5 separate regions of the Mus musculus genome follow, and all the other regions are linked to region 1. A link is a contact called in public HiCAR-type, HiChIP or PLAC-seq and promoter capture Hi-C data. All regions are on one chromosome and are shown on one strand. The core of a region is the stretch at or near the end of the contact, and the rest is flanking DNA. Distances in the headings are between cores, read along the strand shown.

Evidence for each region. Promoter capture Hi-C pulls out the DNA fragments that hold promoters and counts their contacts. HiCAR-type assays count read pairs that join an accessible place to other places. HiChIP or PLAC-seq counts read pairs in DNA pulled down with a chosen protein or histone mark.
Region 2: a promoter capture Hi-C map of cranial neural crest shows a contact between it and region 1. The contact joins the promoter of Rnf216 here to the promoter of Snx8 in region 1. A contact is called at or near these places in 1 of 39 promoter capture datasets (cranial neural crest) and 1 of 115 datasets of contacts at active chromatin or transcription factors (astrocytes).
Region 3: a contact with region 1 is called in an H3K4me3 HiChIP or PLAC-seq map of neural tube, with 5 times the contacts expected there. The contact joins the promoter of Tnrc18 here to the promoter of Snx8 in region 1. A contact is called at or near these places in 1 of 39 promoter capture datasets (pre-B cells), 3 of 115 datasets of contacts at active chromatin or transcription factors (large pre-B cells, neural tube and pro-B cells) and 1 of 9 other capture datasets (liver).
Region 4: a HiCAR-type map of astrocytes shows a contact between it and region 1, with 5 times the contacts expected there. The contact joins the promoter of Radil here to the promoter of Snx8 in region 1. A contact is called at or near these places in 1 of 39 promoter capture datasets (the 3T3-L1 cell line) and 1 of 115 datasets of contacts at active chromatin or transcription factors (astrocytes).
Region 5: a contact with region 1 is called in an H3K4me3 HiChIP or PLAC-seq map of stem cell-derived neural progenitor cells, with 4 times the contacts expected there. The contact joins the promoter of Foxk1 here to the promoter of Snx8 in region 1. A contact is called at or near these places in 1 of 39 promoter capture datasets (cranial neural crest) and 1 of 115 datasets of contacts at active chromatin or transcription factors (stem cell-derived neural progenitor cells).

Annotation. Positions count from the first base shown.
Region 1 is chr5:140,385,858-140,391,293 of GRCm38.p6, forward strand. It overlaps Snx8 (sorting nexin 8), which reads right to left and starts at 3,451. Exons shown (of 11, transcript NM_172277.3): 1 at 3,291-3,451. The coding sequence starts at 3,384.
Region 2 is chr5:143,110,248-143,115,683 of GRCm38.p6, forward strand. Rnf216 (ring finger protein 216) reads right to left here and starts at 2,773. Exons shown (of 17, transcript NM_080561.4): 1 at 2,652-2,773.
Region 3 is chr5:142,815,334-142,820,769 of GRCm38.p6, forward strand. Tnrc18 (trinucleotide repeat containing 18) reads right to left here and starts at 2,329. Exons shown (of 28, transcript NM_001122730.3): 1 at 1,939-2,329; 2 at 1-112. It overlaps Gm31365 (a long non-coding RNA gene), which reads left to right. Exons shown (of 3, transcript XR_377182.4): 3 at 1-659.
Region 4 is chr5:142,548,286-142,553,721 of GRCm38.p6, forward strand. It overlaps Radil (Ras association and DIL domains), which reads right to left and starts at 2,813. Exons shown (of 15, transcript NM_178702.4): 1 at 2,695-2,813.
Region 5 is chr5:142,398,775-142,404,210 of GRCm38.p6, forward strand. It overlaps Foxk1 (forkhead box K1), which reads left to right and starts at 2,723. Exons shown (of 9, transcript NM_199068.2): 1 at 2,723-3,267. The coding sequence starts at 2,750.

The DNA.
Region 1 (5,436 bases), core at 2,201-4,700:
GGATTTCTGGGCTGGAGAGATGGCTCAGCAGTTAAGAGCATGGGCTGCTCTTCCAGAGGTCCTGAGTTCAATTCTCAGCAACCACATGGTGGCTTACAACCATCTGTAATGGGATCTGATGCACTCTTCTGGTGTGTCTGAAGACAGCAACAGTGTACTCAAATAAATAAATTTTTGGGAGCTGGAGAGATGGCTCAGTGGTTAAGAGCACTGACTGCTCTTCCAGAGGTAATGAGTTTAATTCCCAGCACCCACATGACACCCTCTTCTGGTATGTCTGAAGACAGCAATGGTGTATACATTAAAAAAAAAAAAAAAAAAAAAAAAGACAGGGTTTCTCTGTGTAGCCCTGGCTGTCCTAGGACTCATTCTGTAGACCGGGCTGGCCTGGAACTCAGAGATCTGCCTGCCTCTGCCTCCCAAGTGCTGGGATTAAAGGCAGGGGTCACTACCACCCAACCAATAAATCTTTAAAACAAAAATAAGGTGACGAGCCATTGAGGAAGAGACTCAATCAAACCAGAGACTGAGTCACACCAGGAAGGAGGTAAAGGAACTGAAATTCATTACTAATCAAGATAATGGATATTAAAACAAAATTAAATGTTCTTAACTCTCTCCATCCGTCCCATTTGAGAATCAAACATAGGACACCCAAGCAGGTCCCTTTGCTGGCTGAGCCATGGCACCAGCCTTCCATCAGTCAAAGACAGCAAGTGTGCAAATCCTAGAAGCCAGCAATTCCACTCCTAGGATATCTTCTTGTGATGAACGCGACATAAGACCCCAAAGATGTCTGCATCCTAGTCCCAGAAAAGGTGATGTTCTTACTTTCACTCAGCAAAAGGAATTAGAATTACAGTGAAATTCGAGGCTGTTCTGAAGTGAACATAAGAACACAAATCTTCATTTTCTGGGTGCCTCCCCTATTCACAGGGGTCCTTAAAAGTGGAAGCAGACAAAAAAGAGCCAGGCAACTTGAAAGAGACATGGAAACCGTCAGCCTAGGGTTGCTGGCTTAGGTAGATGCTATCTACCGTCTGAACAGGGAGGCCAGCCTGTGAATGCTCCATCACGGACTATGGAGGCTGTGACACTTTGTTTTCGGCAAGTGTAACTTGCTCTGGACCACTGACCTCTGCTCACACAAGGTGCAGCCATGTGTGATAGCATGTACCTACAATCTCAGCATCCAGAAGACAAGATACGGAGAACAGGAGGACTATGGGTTTGAGGCCAACCTGAGTTACATAGCAGACACTGTCTCAAAAATAAACAAATAAGGCTGATTGTGGTGGCACATGCCTTTAATCCCTGCAGTCAGGAGACAGAGGCTGACCTCTATGAGCTCAAGACCAGGCAGGTCAGCACACTAAGTTCAGTTCTCCTGAGGACCAATCTCCTGCAGCGTATACACGGTTCACCTTTCGAATAATGGATCTGTGTGCTGAAAACCACAATGAGCCCATTTTCCTCCCAGCAGTTCCAAACCGCTACAAACACAAACACTACTTTACGCATGACTACTACCGGCAGCTCTGAAGGGGTAGCCAAAGTGGAAATCTGCTATGTACCCATAAGTCACACTAGTTAATCCTTTGAGATGTCAAAAATCAGCCAACTGTGAAGGTGGAGGCTACTAGGCAAAAGGTGAGGAGGAAGAGGAGGAGGAGGAAGAGGAAGAGGAGGAGGAAGAGGATGAGGAAGAGGAAGAGGAAGTGAAGTGAAAATCAACCTGTGAAAGTTCGCTGCCTGAGCTCTTTACCTCTGAAAGCAAAGCCATCCTCGGGACCAGGTGAGAGGGCTCAGTGGCTACCTGCATTCACACACACAAGCCCACCCACCTCAAGCTCCATCCCTAGAACTCAAGGAACAGTGGAAGAGAGAAGTGACTCCACAAAGCTGTCCTCTGACTGCCATCCCTGTGCCATGCCACACTGTTCTCAAGAACATCACACACACAAGAATACGTTTTCCCAAGAGTGATTCCCAAAGGTGTTTTGACTCTAGTCCATCCAGCCAAAGGCTCCACCAAGACACACTCCAACTAAGTTTCTTGCAGAAGGAAGAAAATCTCCTTCGCCACATCACCAGCTTGGTGCCAAGTTTCATACATACAGAAGGAAGTGACAGGTTGAAAAACCCATTTTCCTACTTACGTGGCTACTGGGATGGCCTGTCAATCGTGAAGGACTACATGGCTGTGACTAACACACAAGTCACACCACTGCCCAAGATCTGTCAAAAATCTAGACGAAATCCTTCCTAACGTCAGCCATTAGCTGAGTTCTCTAGGAAGTAATATGGAAGATCCCAAATTTGCCAAGAGAGCTCTAACCCATCACCACTGCTACAAGCCACAAGGAATTGCTTTATGAGTCAGGCAGGGGCTCAGAGCACAGGCTCCAGAGCTCTTGCAGAGGACAGGAGTCTGGGTCCCAGCAGCTCTACTGAGTGGCTAACAGGCAGGTGAAACTTTGGCCTCTCGGGAATCTAACACATCTGTCCTCCAAGGGCGCGCGCGCACACACACACACACACACACACACACACACACACACACATACATATACACAGTTAGAAATATTTTTTTAAAAAAGCATTCTTAAAAGGCATAAGTAGCTCTGGATCAGTCTCCCTTTCTCAAGGCGCCCAGGTATAGGGACTTAAGTGGTGGCTCAAACATACAACCTCAAAAATACAATGTTTTACCCAACAAGACCCAAAGACTGTTGACCAACTCCGAGGGGAGTTTCACCTTCTCTCCATTCTTCAGAGGCGTTCATTGACATCCTCCTCCCTCCCCTGGGGTTAAAAGTACTACCCTAAACCCTTCGTCCCAAGAGAAGAACCTGTCTTTCCACCAATGCTCTAGATGGCCATACTCAGCGACACTTGGCCAGACCTGGCTGGCACACACCAGGCCCAGCTCCACCCTTGCGCCTCTGGCCACATGGATGCGTCCCCACAGTCCACAAAGCCGGGGACCCCAGGAAAAAGAGTCTGATACCAAAGACACATCCCTTTCCCTGGACATGGTCACACATGAATATAAACCACTCTCTAGACCACGTCTCCAAAGTGGGGTCAGAAAAGACCCAGGTGCAACTCCACACGGCCGCTCGCTAACGGAGGGCTGAAGAGCAGCGTCCCAGGGAGCAGCGGGAAGAGGCTGGCCCCAAGAATGTCCACCCCCCCACCCCGGCCAGGCGAGGTGTGGCACTGACAGGTGGTCCCCGAGTGTGAAGCACTTGGCTCTCCGCACAGGGCCATCGGGCCGCGTGCCCTACCTGTCGCCGGCGGATCCGCCTCCTCGTCAGCCTCCGCCTCAGCAGCTGCAGCGACTGCCGGCGAGGGCAGCGGGTCCATCGCGCGGCCAGTCATGTGAGCCCGCTCGCCCACGTGACTTCCTCCCGCGCCCGCCCGGCCAGCCCCGCCCACGCCAGCTCTTGTCCGGCGTGGCCACGCCCATGCCAACCTCGCCACGCCCCTCCGCTCACCCCAAGCAGTAAGACCACGCCCCTACCCACGAGCCACGCCCCAACCACGTGGCCGCGGCCGGGGCAGCGTTCAGCAGCTCTGGTCCAAGACTGAGTGCTAGCGCGAGTACCGCCCCAGCTGCTTAGTGCCACCTCCCTCCAGTGCGCACCCACCTCCCCGCTCTTAGCCAGCAGCTGTTACTCATCTTCTTGCCCACCCTCTGACCCACGCTGCCATTCATTTTTGCATTCGCTTGCCCACTCACACATGCTCTGTGAATTCCGGGGCAGCCCCTGTGAAAGGTGCTACGGACATTAGAACAGTGTTCTAGTACCTTCTGGGATTTGGAGCGTGAAACATGGCTAGAGAGTAGGTCTTCTGACTATAATAGGTCTCTGAAGATTACTGATGAGGAACAACATTCCATAATTGTTTGCAGATAACCAGGCCATTCTCCTTTCTGTTGGGGATTGAGCCCATAGGCTCCCACATGCTGAGCTGGCCCTCTACCACTGTGCTATGTATCACCAGCCCTTTATTATTTATTTGTATATTGTTGGAGATAGGGTCTCAATATATAACCCTGGCTGTCCTGGAACTCACTATGGCTAGCCTCAAACTCAAAGATCTGCCTGCCTCTCTCTCCTGAGTGCTGGGATTGAAGATGCACACCAGGACGTTGAGCTTTATGTATTTATTTTGACTCGGGGTCTAGTTAGCCAGGCTAGCCTTGAACTCACTCTGTAGCTAAGGCAGAACATCCTCCTGCCTCAGCCTCCCTAGGAGCTAAGTTGAACATACATACCTCCAGGCCTGGCCCTCTGACTGACAGAGGGAAGCAAGGATGTAAGAGCACACAGGAGCAGTGTCTGACCCGGGGCTGAATATGAGGACTGAGTCTAGAACTGCAGGAGGAGGAAGAGGAGGAGGAGGAGGAGGAAGAAGAAGAGGAGGAGGAAGAGAGAGAAGAAGAAGAAGAAGAAGAAGAAGAAGAAGAAGAAGAAGAAGAAGGAGGAGGAGGAGGAGGAGGAGGAGGAGGAGGAGGAGGAAGAGGAGGAGGAGGAGAACAAGAAGAAGAAGAAGAAGAAGAAGAAGAAGAAGAAGAAGAAGAAGAAGAAGAAAGGAAAAAGAAAGAAGGAGAAAAAGAAAAAAGAAAGGCAACCTAAACTGCATATAGATACATTATCTCAAGTAAAGGAAAAGCAAAAAAATATCTGGGAGAAGAAGAGGGTTATTAATAAGACTCCATCAGAACAGTTGGGTGTGGTGGCGCACACCTTTAATCCCAGCACTCGGGAGGCAGAGGCAGGTGGATTTCTGAGTTTGAGGCCAGCCTGGTCTACAAAGTGAGTTCCAGGACAGCCAGGGCTACAGAGAAACCCTGTCTCGACTCCATCAGGGAAGGCCTTTCTTATTTCACAGTAAAGACCTCGCCTCTCCAGATATTGATGTCTAATGATTTCCATGGAGTGGACTGAAGGCTCCAAGGTTGGAGCCCTAGGATGCCTCTCAGTCTCCCTGCTGGTGCCTCTAAAGTTTTTAAAGCCCTAAGCTTGGCTGTAGCTGCGTCTAGTTCCCTTTATTTTCCAGGACTACAATCTATTGTGTAGAAGTGTAACAGAGCCCCAGATCTTAGCTCCATCATGGAAGGAGTATCCAGGCTATAAAACTCAGCACAAAACACCACCTGCCAAAAATGAAGACCTGATCCATCAAAGCCCATAGTTCTGGGAAAGTGCTAAGCTTGCTTTTCAGCTTCTGTAGTTCTGCTTCTGGCTAACTGTCCTTGTTAACCGAAATATGTCAACCCAGACATATTTGGTTTTCATGCTTAAAAGCTCACCCTAAGAGAGGTTCAGTGTGACACTGGGATCCCGTCAGTGTAATCCCCAGTGGGCTAATACTTTCTATTGGCTTAAGCCTAAGCCAGAGCAGTCTTCTCTGGCAAACACCCCA
Region 2 (5,436 bases), core at 1,523-4,022, 2.7 Mb after region 1:
TGTAACTGAATTCTAGAACCAGCTCTGAACCTTTGTATCAAGTTATTTTTCAGCACCTCTCTTCCCCCTCCCCGGCAACAAAAGCTATTAGATTACTGACAGGACTAAGAAGAGCTATACCTAGCACTTAGCACCAAGTTTTGTACAGCTAAGGCTGGTGAATTAGCTCAATAGGTTAAGGGCACTTGCTGCCAAACCTGACCGACAGCCTGAGGAGCACGTCTGGAACCCATATGGTAGAGGGAAACTGACTTCCAAAAGTTGTCCTCTGACCATTAAGTGTACTTAAGTGTCCATATACATACTAAATGTTTCTTTAATGATTTATTTTTACTCATGTGTATTGGTGTTTTGCTTGCATCTGTGTAGTGAAAGAGTATAGGATCCCCCGGAACTGGAGTTAGACAGTTGTGAGCTGCCATGAGAGTTCTGGGAATTGAACCTGAGTCCTCTGGAAGAACAGCCCCTACTCAGGAGGCAGAGGCAGGAGTATCTCTGTGAGTTCGAAGCCAGCCTGGTCTACAAAGGGAGTCCAGGACAGCTGAGGCTGTTACACAGAGAAACCCTGTCTCAAATAAATAAACAAACAAACAGACAGGCAGGCAGACAAGATATGTTTTGTACAGATAATGTGACTACAAGCCCGGCAGTGGTGGTGCACACCTTTAATCCCAGAGCTTGGGAAGCAAAGGCAGGCGGATTTCCAAGTTCAAGGCCAGCCTGGTCTACAGAGTGAGTTCCAGGACAGCCAGGGCCACACAGAGAAACCCTGTCTCGAAAATACAAAAAAACAAAAACAAAAACAAAAACAAAAAAAAAACAAAAATGATGACAAGATGAGAATTCCTGTCTGGAAGGATCTAGAATACAGTAGAGCCCCAAGCACAGTAAACACAGAGCACATTACCTCATGCTGTAGTTAGTAAACACTCAGCAGACTTCATAAACCTTCAATCTCCCTGAGCCACACTTTATTAAATTCCTCCTCAAGAGCTTTTTACTAGCTGCTCTTGTCCTTTTTAGATAAGTCTAAAGTTGCTAATGCAAAAGGCTCACAGGTGTCCAAAAGCCAGGCTCAAGAGCCTCAGCAATCTCCTCAGGCTCACCATCCTTCTCTACCCTCAGAAGGCAGAGCTTGGCTATTTCTTAATTAGGATAAGCTAAGGTCATAAAAATACTGTCCTTCCCTCCAAGCAAGGGCAGTGACAAGCCCCTTCTCTACATGTTAAAATAACAAGCAGACGGAGCTTTCATAAGGTCACCGTTCATGGTGGGGATGAAAACTTGACCCTGATGCACACAGGCTCCTATACATACTCTTTCACCCTTGCTCTGAAGGAAAACACAATAAATCCATTAGTCTCACCCAAACCAAACCAAACAAACAAAAATCCAGCAAGGAAGCTGGGCGGTGGTGGTGGTGGCGGCGGCGGCGGCGGCGCATGCCTTTAATCCCAGCACTTGGGAGGCAGAGGCAGGCGGATTTCTGAGTTCTGAGGTCTACAAAGTGAGTTTCAGGACAGGCAGAACTGCACAGAAAAACCCTGTCGCGAAAAACAAAAAACAAAACAACAACAACAAAAAAATCCAGCAAGGAGTTGAGAGTGGAGCTCAAAGGTAGAGCGGCTGTTGAGTAGGAGAAAAATGACACATGCCTTTAATCAGGAAGCAGAGGCAAGCAGACCTCTGAGCTACATGCCCGCAAGGGCTACAGTTAGACTCAACAATAACAATAACAATAACAATAACAATAACAATAACAACATAATGGCAAGATGTGGTGGGGTGGCCTACACCAGGGCAGAGGCATGCAAATTCCTGAGTCCCTTGGGCCCAGCCTCTACTTTTCAGGTTTCAGGCTAGCCTCGGCTATGCAGAAAAATTAAAAAAAAAAAAAAAATGAAGAAAAGAAAAGAAACGAATCCAAGACAAACCCCAGCGGAGATGGCGTCCAAGACACTTAGCACAATGGAGAAGAGGATACCAAGTCATTGCACCCTTTGGAGATGCAAGGAGTTCGGGATCACCGAGGAGCCCCACGAGGGGCCGCCTCGTCCCCTCGAGCGTGGGTCTTGCCGCTCACCCCAGGGTGCCACGCGCACGGGAGCGCTCTCCGCTACCACGCACCGGGACTCCCGACTGCAGGAGTTTCAAGTCCCCTTCACTCGGGAGCTCAGACTGGGATGACAGGCGTCAACTTGGACTCCAAGGGGCCCCAAACTGGCCCGGGCTGGAGTTCGAAGTCGCCAGTCGGTCGCCTCTTCCGCTTCTCCAGGCCGCGGTGGGGAGCGCGGCCACCAGAGCGAGCCGCCAGAGAACCGTCTCTCAGCAGCTCGGCGCCCCCCGCGCAGCAGGCCGGCCCGAGAAACTTCCTCAAGTGACGGGAGGGGAGCCGGCAGGCCAGCGGTCGTCGGCGTCGCTCCCCTCCCGTCACCCCCCGCGCGGGTCCCCGGGCCCCCGGGGCTCGCGAGCGCGTCCCCCTCGGGCCCCGCCCCCACCCCGGTGGCGCCCCGGCGGGAGGCCACTCTCCTCGCTCGACCCGCAGCCCCGGGAGACCGCGCGCGCGAGCGCCCATCACGGACTCGCCCCAACACAGCCAGCCCAGCTCCGCGAGCGCGGCTCGACGCCCGGGAGTTCAGTCTCAAGTTCACCTGAAGAAGCAGCCGCTGGAAAAGCTCCCCCGCTGCGACCGCCGCCGCTGCGACCGCCGCCGCCGCCACCGAGGCCGCTACTGCGTTCCTTCCGGCCTCGCCACCGCGTCCACCTCGCGCCTGCGCGCAGCGCCCCCTCCCGACTAATAACAGGAAGAACCATAGAGGGACGCGGACAGTCGGGGAGGAGGGACCTGGAGAGCGAGACCATAGAGATGGGTGCCTAGCCGGCCTCCATCCAGGCTCCACGACTGCAGAACCTTGACTCCTCCTTGCTGTGGGAAGACAAAAGAACAGCTGAACCACAGGGTCACTGTAGCCGCCCCGATTTAGCTATGAAATCAACCGATTAATCACGTATCTATCCCCTCTTGAGGTGATGCTCTGTACCAGGTGAGAAAGGTAAAATGACCCAACTCTCCTCCCAAGGTATTTGGTGAAGAGTAAAAGTTCCAGCTCTGTTCAATCAAGGTTGGAGTGCTGGCCAGCGCTCAAGAGCACCGACCCAAATTTGATTCATGGAACCCTCATTGCAGCTCACAGTGGTCTGTAATTTCAGTTCTAGAAGATCCCTGACGATCTCTTCCAGCCTCTGTGGGCACCAAGCATGCAAGTTGTACACCGATATACATGCAGGCAAAACATGCATATGCATAAAATCAAAATAAAAAATAGAAATTGAATTTTTTTCAGCCAGGCAGTGATGGTCCACACCTTTGATCCCAGCACTTGGGAGGCAGAGGAAGCCCTGAGTTCGAGGCCAGCCTGATCTACAGAGTGAGTTCAGTATAGCCAGGGCTACACAGAGAAATCCTGTCTCAAAAAAAATTTTTTTTTAAATAAATAAAAAAACCTCAAGTTGTGTGTGTGGTTGTATGTGTGTATATGTATGTGTATGATGTATCTGTGTGCTCTGTCTGGGCTTCTATAGGTTGTGTATGTATAAGTGTGTGTGCTTGTGTGTGTGTGTATATGTTGTGTATGCTTGTGTGTATGAGTGTGTGTATGTGTGCTTATATGCGTATGTGTATATGGTGTGTATATGTAATGTGTGCCTGTGCTTGTGTTTATGTTATATATATATATATATATATATATATATATATATATATATATATATATGAATATGAGTGTGTGGTGTGCTTGTGTGTGTGTATATTATGTGTGCTTGTATATATGTGTATCTGTGCTCATGTGTGTATGTGTGCTCTGTGTGTCTGTGCTTATGTATGTTATGTGTGCTTGTGTGGATGTGCGTGTGTAGATATGCTTGTGTGTGTATGTGTGTATATGGTGTGTTTGTGCTCTGTGTGTGTGCTTGTGTGTATGTGTATATGTTATGTGTGTGCTCTGTGTGTCTGTGCTTATGTGTGTGTATGTTGTATACAAATGAGTGTATGACGTGCTTGTGTATGTTATGTGTGCTTGTGTGTATGTGTGTGTGTATATGCTTGTGTGTGTGCTCTGTGTGTCTTTGCTTGTGTGTGTACACTTGTGTGTATGTGTATATGTTGTATGTGTGTGTGTTTCTGAGATTGAACCCAGGGCCTCATAGATGCTAGAGAAGCTGTCAATCACTGAATTACATTTCCAGCCCTCTTCTTATTTTTATTTAAAATTTGAGACAAGATCTCACTAGGTTATTTAGACTGGCCTTGAACTCACTACATAGTTTAGCCTGTCCTTGAACTTGTGATCTTGCTGGGAAGACCAAAGGCTCTCATGTAGTACGGATCAGGAGAGAAACTCCTTCCTAATTATAAAATAACAGAAGGCATTGCATTATCTAAGAAAGTATGTGTGCCAGCTTGGGTGTCTCTTCCTGCTTATAAAGCCACTAATGCCATCGTGAGAGCCCCACCATCATGATCTCAAAATGGACCCCAGAAGCGCCATTTCAAATACCAGTAAACATGCAGAAATGACTGAGGAGTAGGTTTCAAGACATGAACTTTTAGAGCACATAGTCAGACCATGCCAGAAGAGAAGGCTTGCCAACAGTGGTATGAGGAGGAGGGTGACAGAGACTATGGTCATGCTTCTAGGATTCAGTTGTGAGCTTTTTATTGCTATTGTTCTGACAGCGTCTAACTATGTAGCTCAGGCTGGCCTCCAACTTTCTCCCAAGTGCTGGGATTTCTAGGTTGTAGGTATATATCACCATTACTGGGAGAGAGATTCTGGGAAAACACAGTAAAACAAGGGTGAGTAAACCAAGTGTGGTGGCACATATATTATGTGACAAAACTTTTCCTGGAAAGACACAACACCTTGCTTCCCCCAGATAAGGACCGTACAACAGACAGAAGTTTAGGTACCACCAAAGTCCAACTTGGTGAACCAGTGAGTTTTACTGAGGTTACCTGCAGGGATGTGGGTGAGGGGTCACTTACAAGAACAAAAATGCCTCAAAGACAGCTGCATCACCAAAGCCCACCCCAGCATGGTCAACGGCTCACCAAGCTGGGAACCTGGAGCACAGCCTACAGGTAGCTCACCAGGTTGGAGAGTGTCCTTTCCCGGTGCCTCTATTGGTCTAAATCTTTTCCAGGCAGCTTGGCTGGTTTCTGCTGCTTCTAGGAAACTGGTCTAGTCTCAGGAGTCTCTATTGTAGGCTTTGCTCATCTGAGACTCTTCTCTGCAGTTGGTCTCTGACGCTCAGCTTTTATTGCTTACTCTGGCAGGGAGGGGGCCTAGTGAATCTGTTAAGTTTCAGGGACATCCTAAGATCTTTTGAGTTGTTTACCTTTCTTTTTTTTTTTTTTTTTTTTTGGTTTTTCGAGAC
Region 3 (5,436 bases), core at 1,079-3,578, 2.4 Mb after region 1:
CCAGCGGGGCTTGCGCTCAACCACGGGCCCGCGGCCCGGGGCGCATGAACCGCCCGCGGTGAGTCCCCTCCGGGCGGCTGAGCGGAGATGAGGAAGGAGGCGTACACGGTATCTTTGGTGAGGGAAGACCGCGGAAGACACAGAAGAGGGAAGGGGGAAAAGGGGAGGGGAAAGAGAAAAAAAAGAAAACAAGTTTCAGAAAGTCGCCTCGCCCTTCAGGGTAGGAGAGTAGCGAACCGAGCTGGTGGCCAGAAATAAAATCGGGAGTAGCCGCCCCCTCTCCTCGAAATGCGAAAACCTAGGGTCCTTCCTCCAGCAGTTCAGGGTTCCCAGGGACGTGGCTCAGGGAAGCGGCCCGGCTCGCTGTGTCCCAGCCCCGTCTCTTGCCTACGAAGTTCTCCCTAACTGGGGAAGGCCACTCAACAGACCGCGCCCGTTCAGCTAAATCCAAACCCGTAGTTTATTTTTCAGGCGTCACAAGCTCTGGAGGTTTAAAACTTCGAATGCTTTTGAGTTGGTTGAAATGTGTCCATAACGCCATACCAACTATCTGATTCGCAAAGTTTAATGTTTAACCTTTTTAGGGCCCTCGTCTCCCTTTTTTTTTTCTCCTTGTGAGCCGCGAATAATAATAATAATAATAAAAGGGGTGTTCGGTTTAGGGGCTTTTTGTTGTTGTTTACCAAGGTCAGATACGAAACGGGTTTATTTTTAAAGGAAGATCACCGCCCCCCTCCTGCTGCCCCCGTTGGGCCATTGGGAGTCGCAGAATCCGAGTCCCCGAGACGTGGCATTCTCGCCCGTGAACTGGAAAAAGACTCCTTCAAAACAAGATTTGGTTTCATTTTCCAACGCCCGGGCCTGGGAATACCGATGCCCGGAGAACGTGGCTTGGTGTGGAGGATTTGGGGATCATCAGAGAAGAAAGAAGGGGTCTCCAAAGATCTCAATTCTACCCTAGCTTTGTGACCCACACACCCCCAAAATAACCTACAAAGGAAAAAAAATAACTTAACAGCGCGGGCCAGCGGAGGGGCGCCTCCCCAGCATCGGGTAAACCCTCCTGTAAGTCCTATTTAAGCTGTTTGTTTAAAAGATCTGTCGCTTTCCTGTTCCCGAGGGGGTAGGGAGGTCTCAGAGAGCCCACCCTTCCCTCCCTGACTACCAGCCCCAGGCTACTCTAGACCCCCTGGTTCCGGGAGAACCGGGGCGCTCTAGCAGACGGAGACTAAGCCACAGCTCCCGGGTGACCAGCCGCCCTACGCCCAGACCCAAAAGTCCTCTTCCCCCAACTTTGCTAAGGACGCCTATTTTAACGTGGCTTTGGTTACAACACCCCCTCTTCCTCTCGCCCGCCCTCGCTCTTTATCAGGCTCTGGTTACCAGAATCGCGTTTACTTTTGAAAAAATCTAGGATCGTCACAGCCCGGGATACTTGTCTCAAAGGCGCCAGGAGCTTCCCGCATACACTTAAAGATAATATTCATTAAAGGCAGCGTTTTGAAAAAGGCAGAGCCCAGGCGCCCCACTTTAAGGAAGTCGGGGTGAAGCCCTACGGAGCAGCCTTTGCCATGGTCGAGAAGCTGGCGTGGCTATCTGCGGGGTTCCACTGCGTCCTTCTCTACTTTTCCCCTCTTAAATGCAGCTAAAATGGCTGAATTCCGGCTTTTAATTAAAAACAGCCTATAATCGAAACCGTCTCGGCGTCCCCGGGCTAGCCCGCCGCCTGCCGGGAACCAAGTAGGGAACCGCCGCCCTCGGCGGTGCTGCAGACTGAGAGCTCGGGTGGGAGTCCAAGGCGCAGCGATGCGTCCTCTCCCCCTGATCCCTGCCCTCCGCTTCCCTTCTGGGGACCCCGACTGTTTCGGGGACCTTCTGCTTTGCGGACCCAAGGGGTACGCTGCACAAGTTCGGGGAGCATCGGGGCCCGGAGCGTACCTGGCGCGGCGGGGCTCCGGGCTCCAGGCTCCGACGGCGACTCCGGCAACCGCCGCGGTTCCTGGCGCGGCTAGGCGCCCGTACTGCCCGCCATCCCTCGGCCGCCGCTCCCCTCCGCCACCCGCAGCCGCCTCACACTTTTTGCCCGCCTTTCCTTTTTTTGGTAGAAAACCGCTCCCCGGGCCGGGCGCGCGGCGCGCCAACTCCTCCGCCCTCCCGCGGCCCCGCTCCCGCAGCCCCCGGAAAAGCCAGCTTTCCTCCCGCCGAGCTCCCCGCTTTTTAATAAAATCCAGGTAGCGCCGGTTTAAAGAATCCCAAATCTCCATATACAGCCCGGGATTGGAAAAGGTACATTACACAACCCCCCTTTCAAGTTCCTCTCGCTGGATCTAAAAAAAAAAAAAAAAAAAAAAAAGCGAAGGGGGGGCTTAAGGGGGACGGGGGAGGGGAGCCTCGCAGGCGAAGAAACACGCATTGTTCCCGGGTGCCCGCCCCCCCCTTCGGGCCAGCCCCCGGCCGCAGCGCATTGGTCCCGCTCGCCGCCCATCACGCGCATGTAAACACCTTGGCCCTCAGCCATTCCTATAAAACCAATTACGGACCTCGGGGCTCCAGCAGTTTCCAGGCTCCCCACGGCGGGGCTGAATGATCAAAACTGGTGGTGAGAATTTTTCCGAGCCGTTTCTAGGCAGCCCTCCCCCACACCAGCTCCAGCAGACCCCCCCCTTCTTTCTCCTTCTCCCTCCCCCCACATCCCAGCCCCTCCTCCTGCGTCTGGGCTGAGTGATCAAAATAGAGGAAGATGGTTGTCGCCGCAATCCCGGGCATTGCAAGGCCTCCTGTCAGCTTCCTTCTTCGGGAGGAGGTGACAAGCTAGCCGGGAAGAGCCGGGAACCGGCGAGCTGCTCATTGCGCCCGCGCCCGGCGCTCCCTCTCTAGGGTGCCACTCCAAAGAGCGAGGTTCAGACGAAAAATAACAAGGCCTGCTTCTCTCTCGCTTGCTCGCTCACTCTCGCCTTTTAAAATAAAGCAGCGATTCATTCCCTTTCCCCCTAGCAGTCGCGGTCGGGTGGGGTGGGCAGGCAGGCGACAAGGCCTTTTTTTTTTCCTTTTGCCCCTGCCTGCGGGTCCCCTCCCTGAAACGCGGTGTCAGAAGGCTTTACTGATTAATATTTTGGACAGGCCGCGGCGGTCGGCAGCGGTGAGTTGCATCTTATAAAAGGTTCCTATAGAAACCCGGGCTGTGGGGCTCTGCGGCCGAGTGCGCACCGCGCGCCCCTCCCCAAAGCCCCTTTTGGCGTGGGCGCCCCTCCTTCCCCCTTTCCCCGCCAAGAAAAACCAGAGCAGAAAAAAGGATTAGATCGGCGGAACGCGAGCTGAATCCCTCTCGGTTCTGACATTTCAGCCCTATTAGCATTTCTCCACGGGGCCTTCTGAAACCTATTAAGGTGTAATATTAAAAACCTCTTGGCTGGGGGCCTCTCTCGCCTTCCATCCGCCGCGCCCCCTCCAGGGAGGGCGAGACCGGGAAAGGGAAAAAAAAAAATCTGTTGAGCTCAGAGGAAGCAAGCCAAGCCCAAAAGTGCTTGGCTGGCCACGGCGGCCAGAGGGGGAGGGGAGCACTAATCCCCCAGACTTTGTACTTTTATTTTGCTCTTTCAGCAAAAAAAAAAAAAAAAAAAAAAAAAAAACTTTCGAAGTTAAGTGGCAGGGAGCCGCCGACGGCAGTCTACCTGACTGGGGACCCAGGGAGTGTGATCCTTGCCGAAGGGACCCGTTCTAAAGGGTGGGGAGATCCCCTGCACCCTCTCGGAGCCCGAGCCCAGCTAGGCATTACCTACCCTGGAAAGGAAGCTTGGAAAGACAGAGAGCCTTGCAGATCCTACCTCGAGAGCAACTATAGGGTTTTAATTAAAACAAAAGAAGCCCGCTCTTTCGCCCTGCTCTGCGGACTCAGCGTTTTCCTGCTGCTGCTATTTTTTTTTTAAGAAAATCCATTTTTAAGGCAATTTTTGAGAGTTTTTTTTTAATGAGCTAGTTAGTGCTCATCCGTTCTATTTTTCTTTCCTCCACTTTTAGAAGGAAAAAAAAAGAGGGAAGATTCGAGAGAGAGCTGGGGGTGTCTAATTTAATTCCAGGATAAATTTGAAGGGGGGAAAAAATTCAGCCTCTTGAGAGCAGTTTCAAGTTGCCCTTCCTGGAGCTTTCTGGGCTGGTTTCTAGGCTGCCCTCTTTTAGAAGCTGGAGCTCGGTGGGGGGAGGAGAGAGGAGGGAGAAGAGAGAGGGAGAGGGAGAGAAAAGAACGAAAATAGCCGGAGCTGAGGGGAACTGAGCGGCGGTGTCCGCGCGCTCGGAGCTGGGCGACGGGGTCTCAGTGGCAGCCAGGGGCGACCGGAGGCGACCGGTGCTGCCCGGGGACCGGCAGGAGCAAAGACGGAGAGAGGGGGGTTAGAGAAAGGAGGTATTGTGTCTGTGTGCCTTAGGGGAGGGGGGGAGTTGATTGCAAGAAATAAAATAAATGCTGTTAAGCTGCGAGGGCTTCTGGAAACAAGAGAGAAACGGGCTGAGGGGGTGGGGGGCGCCTAGTGCCCTTGAGTCTTATCCAGAGGCCTTTGTGGGTTCCTAGTTAAACCCTCCCACGCCTCAGTCGCTCGCTTTCCCCCACCCCCCAACGCCCTCCAATATTCAGAGCGCAGGCCCTGGTCTCCCCCCAACCCCCTCATCCCTCCCGGGATCCAGAATGTTTTTCTTATTTTAATACAGCTCAAGAAAAAATATGTATCTTGAGAGAGTCGGAGTGGGGTGGGGGGATTGTGCAAAAGGCTTGCGGGGTTGGAAAAAAACAAAGGCCTGTTTTTATAAATGTTTAATGTTTTCACCCCTGGATGCTCCAAGACGCCGTAATTGTGACGGCGGGGTATGTGTGCCATAAATCATTTAGCTGCTAATAAAAAATTATTCCAATTTGCCCCGGATTTGCCGATGGCGTTTGCATTTTTCAAGTGTGCGCCCCGTCGGCGTGGCATACCGACCGACCCAGAGTTTCATTAGGGCTGAGGTTGGGGCGGAACTCGACCCGCTCCCCTCTGGAATGTACGGCTCGGCTCCCCAGTCCCCTCTCGACCTGCCACTCGGCCCTCAGGCCACCGGGTGCGCTGAACCTGGGGAACGGTGGCCCCGATCCCTGGCCCCCGGGAGGGGAACACTGAGCAAACCCCTGCAACTCTCAAGGCTGCCAAGTACAACGTGCGGTGCACAGGCCAGGTCTCCTTGTCCCTGTGTCCCCCACATTTAACAGTGGTCGGGAGCCATGTTGGGGCGTGGGGACATTTCTAGAGAAGCAGAGGCTACACTACACCACCACTTCAGAGAGTCTCCAGGTCTGGGGAAATAACCTCCAAGCCGGGCTGGGCCACACTTTATCTACAAAAGCCCTGTATATTCGTCCTGAAACTGAGCTGGAGACAACCGCAGGGACCAAGAGTCCAAGCGCCATCT
Region 4 (5,436 bases), core at 1,563-4,062, 2.2 Mb after region 1:
ACAAGACAGAGATGTTAAGCGGGGATGGCGATGCATTCCTGAAATCCCAGTCCTCTGGAGATGGAGGCATGAGGAGCTCTAGGTTACCCTCAGCTACCCAGGCCAGCATGGGCTACATGAGACATTGTAAAAAAGAGAAAGTGTCCTGGGCGTGGTGGCACACGCCTTTAATCCCAGCACTCGGAGGGCTCAGGAGGTGGATTTCTGAGTTCAAGGCCAGCCTGGTCTACAGAGTGAGTTCCAGGACAGCCAGGGCTATACAGAGAAACCCTGTCTCGAAAAACAAAAAACAAACAAACAAAACAAAACAAAAAAACAAACAAACAAACAGAGAAAGTGTGAGGAGAGAAGTGGAAGTTGGCATGCCCATATATAATTCCAGCACTCAGGAGGCTATGGCTGGATTGCATGGCAAGGCCTGTCCGGGATATATAATGAGTTCCAGGCCAACTGCAGCTGAGAGACCCTATCTAGAAGAAAGCAATGATAGCTCAGTTCCCGGCATGCATGAAGCCTTGGGTTCCGTTCTCAGCACGGCATAATTAAACCAGACAAGGTGGCACATGCCTGTAATCCCAGCACTCAGAAGGTAGAGACAGGACAGTCAGAAAGTCAAGGTCACTAGGCCATCAAGATGGCAAAGGTGCTTGCTGCCAAGCCTGGGGTTCAGTTTCCACATCTCACATACTAGACAGAGAGGATGGACTCCCCAAAAGCTGTCCCCTGAGTGCCTCATGAGCACCAGTTAAGCATGTGCATGCATATACAGACAGTAATATTATTAATTTAAATATTTAAAAAATCTATAAAATTTAAAATGTGGACGCATGGTAAAAAAATAAATAAATAAACATATATTTTTTTAAAGTTCAAGGTCGTCCGTGGCTATGCAGTTTGACTCAAAACACAAATAAATAAGAGGCAAGAGAAATGGAAAAGTACAAATGTGTAACTACTAGGCCCCCTCCTAGGGTCTTGGGGTCACGGGGTGCAAACTGGAGCCTCAGAAGTGGCCCCTCCCTCCTGTCCGGAGGGACTCTAAGACAGAGCTGGGAAAAGTGTGAAGAGCAGGAGATGACAGAACCTGGGTGGGTGTGACTCACTCCTCACCAGCGTCTCTCCTCAAGGGCCCCGAGTCCCAGTGAATGCCGAGCTTTCGCTTCTTGGTTTTTCAGAAAGTTTGGGTTTTTTTTTTATGCCCATCCTCCCCACGGCCACTAAAGAGTGGGCCCTGAGGTGGCCCTGAGTGGCTTGTAGACCTCTTTCCTTCCTAATCACAGAATCAAGAGTGGAGCCTGTTTGTCCACACAGGACAAAAATGTTTCTCAAAAGGCCACTTGGAATTCAGGGAAAGTCCTACAGAGGCGAGTACGCCCTGGGTAACCAGATCTGTTTTTCTGGAAGTATGACCTGTCTTTTCCTTTTTCTGCCTCATTCTCGCCTCTGACACACAAACATTTGAGGACAGCTCAGGTCCCAGAGAGTCAAGAGTACACGCAGGGCTCTCGCCGTGGCTGCCTCAGAAATTGTCTCTTTTCTTGTTCTCCGATTCTGCTTTTTTAAAAAAGAAAAAAAGAAAGGAAGAAAAGAGAAAAAAGAAAGAAAAGGAAAAAAAGTAAGGTTAAGTCACAGAGACCAGGCAGGCAGTGAGGTCAACGACGGCTGACATGGGTGGAGGGACGTCTCTGTTCCAACAGGACAATGTGGAACACATTATCATTCCAACAGAAGAAAAACTGAGCAGTCAACTTTGCAGACGGCGCATTAGCCTCCTCCCCTCATCCACAAATCCTATCTTTATGGCTCCAGCTGGAGGGCGGCTTTAAAGGCAAGCATAATTCAATCAGGTTTCATTTGGGCCGCTAGTCACTTAGCAAAAAGGGACTGACTTCTCCCAGCAGGATTAAAGAGAAGCTCCTCTCTGGAATGCACAAGAGGTGGCCCGCAGCACCGAGAGACACCAGTAATCAAATTCTTTTTGGTAATTCAGATTAACCAAACACTCGACAGGCGACAGAGGCTGGGCCGGGCAGGTCTGCAGCCTGTCAGGCCCCCATCCCAGGGCTCCCCAGGGACAGAAGCCAGATCCCTTTGAGGGCCTCGGAGCTCCAGCTCAGCATCTGTCTCAGGCGCGGCACTTGTCGGGGGACTGGCTGGAAATGATACAGAAATAGCTGGAGAAACAATGCCTCTCGCGGGCACACCGATGGGGAGGAGACGCGATGCGGGACGGGTGTAGGCGGGGGTGTCACCACCATCCTGGTGGGCGAGTGCGGGACTCCCGCCTTGAGCTCTTTCGGGTTGTTCCAGGTTAGATTGCACCTCCAAAGCACTACCAGGTAAACTGAGGCCTGGAAAGGTCCCTTGGCCACGAGTGACGGAACCCGGATTGCCCCTGGAAGTCCACGGGGCCACGCAACCCGCGCCCACCCGGCCTTCAGGTGCAGCTCCCCCGGGCCGCTCCAGGCCCCGTGCGCTCGCCGGTTTCCATGGCAACCGAGCAAGCCTGCCTCCATCGCGCCCGGACTCGCCGTGGGGACCGTGACCAGCGCGGCCCCGCCCCAGCGCGTGCCCCGCCACCCGTGTCTCAGCCCGCGGTCTCCGCACCCTCCGCGGGTCCCCGCAGTGGCCCAGCCGCACCTCCTGGGCCATCCTCGGCCTCTGCTGACCTTCCTTCTCGCGCCCCGCACTCACCTCAGCGCAGCCTGTCAGCTGCGTCCCCCGCGCGCGGCTCCCACGCCCGCCGTTAGCCGAGCTGGCGCCCGGCTCGAAGCGCCTCCTGCCGGCCGCGCAACGGACAGGGCGAGGCCTCCGAAGGGGCGGGGCCTCTGGGGGCGGAGCCTCTAAGGGCGGGGAGTCGGGCGAGACGAACAGAAACTTGACACCTCAGCGCCCAATGGGCAGAGACGGAGCCTCGAGTGGGCGGGGTCACATGTATTAGGGCGGGCCTGGCCGACCGAGAAAGATAGGCTGTGCGCTAGCGCCCCCTTCTGGTCCCCAACGGTAAGAACGATTCTCTAAGAGGTGTGGCCTTTGAGTGGGCGTGGCCTCGGCAAGGGGGCGGGGCTAGTTTCCCAAAGTCGAGTCGTGGTATCTCAAGGGGCGGGGCTGCAGGAAAGAAGGGCGTGGCCTGTTCTTGGGCCCCCCTGCTTTGGGGTTGTGTACTCTATGATCAAGTAGGTGGTGTTTGGCCTCCACCCCAGTTAGTGGACGAAGGTGGAGGGGTGGACAAAGATGGACAGGTACATAACTGAATATGCATGAAACTGACCAGGGACAGGAAGGCCAGACTTTTATTTTATTGAATATATTTTTATTTATTCATTGACAATTGCATACGTGTATATAGTGTGTGTTGTCAGCATTTAACCCCAGTTCTTTAATTTTAATGTATCCTTCGTAGAATTTTATTTTACATTTTAGATAGGGTCTCATAGATGCCAGATTGGCCTCAAACTCCATGTGACCAAGGCTGGCCTTGCACTCCTGATGCTATTACCTCCATTGTCCTTGTGTTGGAATTACAAGCTTGCACTACCATGCCTAGTTAATGTAGTTCTGGGGATCGAACCAAGGGCCTCATGTATGCAATACAAATGCTCTACCAACTGAATCACTTCAACCCTAAGCAGCCAGAATTTTAAAAACACAAGTCAAATTATGGCAGACTAACTTTAAACCATGCAAAATGGGACCAAATCAGCTCTAGGTCCTTGACCCAAATAATGTATTTTGCTTTGACTTCTCTCTGGTATGTTCAGTGATCTCAAACTGCACACCCTAACCCGAGAAGTATATCTTTTTGTGGGCAGTTTGTCAAGAACTATACTGTAGAGAAGTAGTTCTCAACTTTCCTTAATGTTGCAACCCTTTAATACAGTTCCTCACTGGGTGGTTTGAATAGATATGGCCCCATACACTTCTGTGTTTGAATGCTTGGCCCATAGAGAGTGCCACTATTAGGAGGTGTGGTCTTGTTGGAGGAAGTGTGTCACTGTGGGGGTGGACTTTGAGGTCTCCTATGCCCAAGCTACACCTAGTATGACATATGGTCAGCCTCCTGCTGCCTGCGGATCGAGATGCAGAACTCTCAGTTCCTCTTCCAGCACTATGCCTGCCTGGATGCTGCCATGCTTCCCACCATGATGATAATGAACTGAACCTCTGAAACTGTAAGCAGGCCCAGATAAATGTTTCTTTTACTTTGGTCATAGCATCTCTTCACAGCAATGAACCCCTAACTAAAACACTCATGTTGTGGTAACCCCCAACCATAGAATTATTTCACTGCTACTTTATAATTTTGCTACTGTTATGAATTGGGATGTAAATATCTGGTATGCAGGATACCTGATATGCAATCCCAAAAGGGGTTGTGGCCCATAGGTCGAGAACCGCTGCTGTAAAGTAATGGCCCCATGTTTGAGACCAGGGGAAGGGGACAGACATTTACAGAGCACCTCTTCTGTCAGGTCCTATGCTTGGGGGCTTTACCCAGCCCAGCTCGGATACACACACTAACTCTTAAAAGGTTCCCACTATTCAACTTCTTCCTGAGGATGTAGTGTCTCTCAGAAGTCCATTGACTGAAGGTCAATTAAGACTTGGCTTGTCTATATGATGAACTAGTACCCTCCCCATAGACCTTTAAAAAAAAGATTTATTTATTATTATGCATAAGTACACTGTAGTTGACTTTAGACTCACCAGAAGATGGCGTCAGATCTCATTAGGGGTGGTTGTGAGCCACCATGTGGTTGCTGGGATTTGAACTTGGGACCTTCAGAAGAGCAGTCAGTGCTCTTACCTGCTGAACCACCTCACTGGCCCCCCATAGACCCTTACAGGGCACCCTTATAGGGCACCACCCCATTCACACCAGCCTCCTCATGCACCTCAGCCTGGGAGGCTGTAACCAAACAATATACTAGAATACTTCCATACAATTTCCTACAAACAATAACAAACCTGAAGAGGCAGTTATCAGAGCTAGGAAGAGAGGCTGGGTTCAGGCTTGGATATTCCTTCTGCCACATCCCAGACCATGACCCAAGTCCCACCTCCAAACTTCCCACCCCTGTCTCTGCAGAGAACCCCAAACTGCAGCTTGGGAACCAGGTTGGACAGTTTTTGTAAATAAAGTTTTATTGGGACACAGCTACAATTGTTTGCTTACATACAGCATGGGAGCCAGATTGGACTACTTTTTGTAAAGTTTTACTGGGACACAGCTAAGATTGTTTATTTACGTACTAAATGACTGATGATCTGTGGCCTGTAGTGGATTGAATGTGAAACATCCACCCTGGGCTTACGTTTCAAAGGTGTGGCCAGCATTTGGCAGTGTTATTTCGGAAGGCTGTAAAGACATTATAGAGTGAGCCCAGCCAGAAGGAGCAGGTCGCGGGGACAGGCTTTTGAGGGATTGTCATCCTT
Region 5 (5,436 bases), core at 1,473-3,972, 2.0 Mb after region 1:
TTGCCACCGTTTTTCAGAGAGTGCGTGCCTGAGCCAGGTCTGGTGACTCAGAAATATAATCTCATCCGGCTACCATGTAGGCTGAGGCAGGATGGTCTCAGGTTTAAGGTTTGTCTGGCTTGCAGCATAAGAATAAGGCCAGTCTGGAGAACTAGGGGAAACCTGTCTGCAAATGGAAAATACTAAAAGTGCTGACAGGCTGATAAGATGCCTTAGTGCAGGGCTGGAGAGATGGTTCAGCGGTTAAGAGCACTGACTGCTCTTCCAGAGGTCCTGAGTTCAATTCCCAGCAACCACATGGTGCCTCACAACCATCTGTTATGGGATCTGATGCCTTCTTCTGGTGTATCTCAAGACAATTACAGTGTACTCACATATATAAAATAAATAAATCGTTTAACAACAACAACAACAACAAAAGATGCCTTTGTGGGTAAAGGTGCTTGCCACTAAAATAGGACTGAAGTCTTACTTCCCAGGCCCCAAATGGTGGAAGGAGAGTTGCCCTCTGACCTCTACATAATAAATAAAATGTAATAATATTTTAAAGAGGTGGAGCAATTGAGCACACAGGACCTTGGACTCAACTGTAGTACTGAAGAATGAGAAGGAACACGGGAGTGGGGCATGGCATGGTGGCTCACATTGTTAATTCTAGCATTTGAACATGGAGCCAGGATTATAAATTCAACCTTAGCTATACAGTAAGTTGGAGGCCAGCCTAGGCTACAAGAGGCCTGATCTCAAACACATCGCACAGACCAAGCCAAAAGAAAACCAATCCTAAATTTAAAAAAAAGCTTCTGCCCCCACCTCTCAAACACACTTATTTAGACAGCACGACACGTGAGAAAATGATTCTCAACCTATGGGTCACGACCTCACAGAGAAATTGTTTATCAGACATCCGGCATATCAGATATTTACACCATAATTCATAAGAGCAGCGACATTACAGTTATGAAGTAGCAATGGAAATCATTTTATGGTGAGAGGTCACCACAACATGAAGAACTGTATTAAAGGGTCTCAGCATGAGAAAGGTTGAAATCCACGGCTCTATCACCGTGATAGGCTTTCCAGTTTGGGTCCAGAATGGATAGGCAGGGAAGTGTGGGATTGTGAGCAGACCAAACCTCCCTTCTAGCCTCCCCCCCCCCCCCGCCCCAGGACACTATGCCCCCCCCCCACACACACACACATGCACTCTGTCAACACGCATCCAGCATGGCCGTGAGCATTGCAATGATCACTGTAGGTCTTTAATTCACGTGTGTATCATCTTTCGACATGAAGCTCACTGAGGGCAAGACCTATGTCTATCTCTATTCTCAATCATTATTTTTAGACATTCTTTTGTGTGTGTATGTTTGCACTTGTGTTTGTGTGTGCACGTGCGCCGGTGCATGCACAGGCGTGAATAACTGTGTGCTCCTTTAGCCCTGTTTTATTCGTGTTTTTGTTTTTGTTTTGAAACAGTGTTTCCACTATGAACGTGGAGCTCACTGATTGGCTAGGCAGGCTGGCCAATGAGCTTCAGGGATCTATCTGTCAACCTTTTACCCAAAGCGCTGGGAAGATCGAAGCTCTCAATGGGTTTTGAAGTCGGTCCCGGGGAATGAACTTTCCTGTCTTGGGGGATGAGTGCCATCAGGCAATTTACCAACTGTGTCAGCTCCTTCAGTCATTATTAAATGTGAGAAATCGAGTGTGTATGTGTGTGCATGCACTCGCGCGCTGCAGGTCCTGGGGGAAGACTTGGGGGAATTAGCATCCCAGTGCAGGACCTTAAATTCTCAAGGGATTCACATGGTGCCAAGTTCACCATTTAAGTGTTTTCAACTACCGTCAATCTTCGGGTGTCCACAGTCCCTAGAAACAGGCAGAACTGTTCGCCTTAAAAGGAGCAAGGGGAACCAGCTGTGGTGGTGCACAGCTGTGACTCCAGCAAGAATTGCGGAGCCTGAGCCGGGTTGGTCGTCAGCTAGAAGCCAATCTGGTCTACATACATAGACCCTGTCTTTAAAAAATGAATTTTTAAATTGATTTTAAAGGGCTAGGCACACACCTTAATAGCTACACTCAGGAAGCTGGAACAGGAAGATCATGAATTTGAGGCCAGCCTGATCTAGGTATTCAAAACCAGGCTAGCCTTGGTATGAGACAGGATCTCAAACAACAAAACAAGAACAATCGAGATGGTTCAGTAAATAAAGGTGCTTGTCACCAAGCTTGTCGACCTCAATGCCATCCTCAGAACCCCACAGGGTAGGAGAGAATAGACTGCTGAGAGCTGTCCTCTCTGACCACACAAACACACGTGCGCGCGCGCGCGCACACACACACGTGGTAAAGAACCACAAGTAAATAAATGAATGAATAAAATGTAATTTGCAACATTATACCAAACCAAAAAAAAAAAAAAAGCAAAGCACAGAAAGAGTAGCTGTGCAGAAACGATCAGTAAGGAGCAGAGACCATTTCAAGCATCCCTGGACTTTAAACTCCAGCCTCAATAGGACACCCCTAAAAACGTGATGAATCCAAGCACCCTTCGGGACTGGAGGAGGGGGCTCTGTGTCTCTCTGCACCCGCCCACCTCGAGTGGAAGCTGCGCGCGCAGCGCGAGGGTCCTGCGGTGTCCCGGCTCCGCTCCAGGCCACGATCCAGCCCGGGTTTCCGCGCGCGCCGCCCCGCCCCGCCCCGCGCCGCCTCGGCCGCCACCGGAGCCGCTCGGAGCTGCGCGAACATGGCCGAAGTCGGCGAGGACAGCGGCGCCCGCGCCCTGCTGGCGCTGCGCTCGGCTCCCTGCAGCCCCGTGCTATGCGCCGCGGCTGCGGCCGCCGCCTTCCCGGCCACTACGTCCCCGCCGCCGCCGGCGCAACCTCCACCCGGGCCGCCCGCGCTGCCCGCCGAGCCCGGCCCCGGGCCGGTGCCCTCCACCGTCGCCACTGCCACCACCACCGCGCCCGCCCTGGTGGCCGCGGCCGCTGCCTCCGTGCGCCAGAGCCCCGGGCCTGCCCTGGCTCGCCTGGAGGGTCGGGAGTTCGAGTTCCTGATGCGACAGCCCAGCGTCACCATCGGCCGCAACTCGTCGCAGGGCTCGGTGGACCTAAGCATGGGCCTGTCGAGCTTCATTTCCCGGCGCCACCTGCAGCTCAGCTTCCAGGAGCCTCACTTCTATCTTCGCTGTCTCGGCAAGAACGGCGTCTTCGTGGACGGGGCCTTCCAGAGGCGCGGAGCGCCCGCCCTGCAGCTACCCCAACAGTGAGTACTGCGCCACCCTCGGGTCACCCCTCTCCGGACCTGGCCTGAACCCCCTGGCCACCCCTGACCTCTACCCCGCCCAGCTTGGCTCCTTGTCACTCTGTGATCTCGACCCTGCTCAACCTGAACCCCCCGCCCCCCGGTCACCCCCTGAACTCGCCTCCGCCTGGTCTGGCACCTGGGTCGAGCCTCAAATTTCTTACCGTTCCCACCGGGTCCCAGCCCTTGGTCACTCCCTCCTCCATCTCGACCCTGCCAGGCCCTAGCCCCTCTAATCTCGACTCTATCCGGCTCTGATTCCCTAGCCATCTCCCAGTCTTGATCCCACCTAGCTCTGACCCCTGGTTACACAGATCTCCATCCCACCCGGCCCAGCTGAGCCTGATCCTTAAGTTACTGGTGATCTCACCCATCACCTGGCTCTGACCCCGTGGTTGTCCTGATCTTAATCACGACCCAACTAACCCTGACTCCCCAGTTAACTCATTGGGCACTGATCCCTGGATGGGCCCGACTCCCATTCAGCCTGAAATCCTGTCACCCTGACCCTGGACAGGCCTGAACACTTGGGTCCATTCTAACCCCTTTCTCTCTCTCTGACTCTGACTCTGACTCTGTCTGTCTGTCTGTCTGTCTGTCTCTCTCTCTCTCTCACACACACACACACACACACACACACTTACACACACACACTTGCACACTCCCCAACCCCATCTGTCTTCCACTCCTCCCATGTTGGAGTTGGCTACCCATGATCTCCAACCCTTTCTGAACCCAGCTTATCCCTAATCCCACCTGGCCTCAATACCTGGGGTCACTCTTGACCCCCATCCTACCAGCCAGAAGCCGTTACCCCTGACTTCCCTTAACCTGAAGGTCCTAGGGCCACCCCTAACCCTTATCTCACACAGCCTAAGTCTTCAGAGGTCATCTCTGACTTCGAATGGTTTGAAACCATCAGCTCACCCTGATCTCCATCTTTACTTTGGGTCAACTCCAGACCCTCCAGCCCTGAAACACTCCCCTTCTCCGTGGTCACGCCCTGACCTAAACCCTGGCCAGCATCATGAGATACCACCCAGCCTGAACTAACACCACTCCTCCCCAGCCCATCGCCTTCAACCCTGATTCCATTTATACAGAACCCCCAGGGTCACATCTGACCTTTGCTAGTCTGAACAATGCTAGGTATGCTCCTGTCTCTGACGACACAGGCCAGGACCCAGTGTTCACTGTGAGGACGGACTGACAGATGAGCTGTGCCTCTCCCACCTGGGAGGGTGTTACCTGGGAGGTATACGGTGCAGGGGTATATGGTGCAGAGGTATATGGTGAGCTGCCTTGAGGGCGGGGGGCGGGCAATCCATACTTTAAAGGCATGTCTGGAGGCAGAGGCTTTAAAGAGGCAGGACAGGAAGTGCTGTGCCTCAGTTTACCTCCAGAACATGGTAGGAAACAGGTCTGTCCTTAGCTTGGCCAGCTCCCAGGACAGCGCCCTATGGCATTTCAGTACCATGCCTACCTTACCCTCTTCCAAGCTCCCATTATTCCCAGGGCCGTGTCACCCTTGAGGGTCCAGAACCTTAAGATCCAAGGTACTAGGAGAGAGCCATGTTAATTACTTTCTCCCCGCAGTTTCTTTTTCTATTCAGTAATTGCTTCTACTGCTCACTAGTGTTCCTTTGACAAGGTTCACAGTCAGGTGTGTGTGTGTGTGTGTGTGTGTGTGTGTGTCCAACTCATCACTCACATTTATAAGCACCATCAGTGTGCGGTCTTTGCTGGGGTCATTCCCAGGTCTGGAGTACTGCTGTCTGTGTTTGCCTTCTCAGGGTCCAGACACATAGTTATAGATTCTGTACTGAATAACTTTGAACCCCAACAGTGACTCATCCCATTAGGGTGTGAGAGGGAATTCGACCTTCATTTCCCAGACCTGAAAGCTGTGCCCTTGTGAAGTGTACATAGCCAGTGGGAGAGCACTCCCGTAGCTCATGCAAGACTCTGAGTTCTGCCCCCAACACCAAAAGGAATAAAAAATAAAATAAAATAAAATAAAATAAAATAAAATAAAAGCAGATTTCTTGGAAGGTTAGTAGGTCATTAAATTCATTCCTGGGCCTGAGAAATGGACAGACTACCACACTCTCTCTCTCCCCTTCTTAGGGG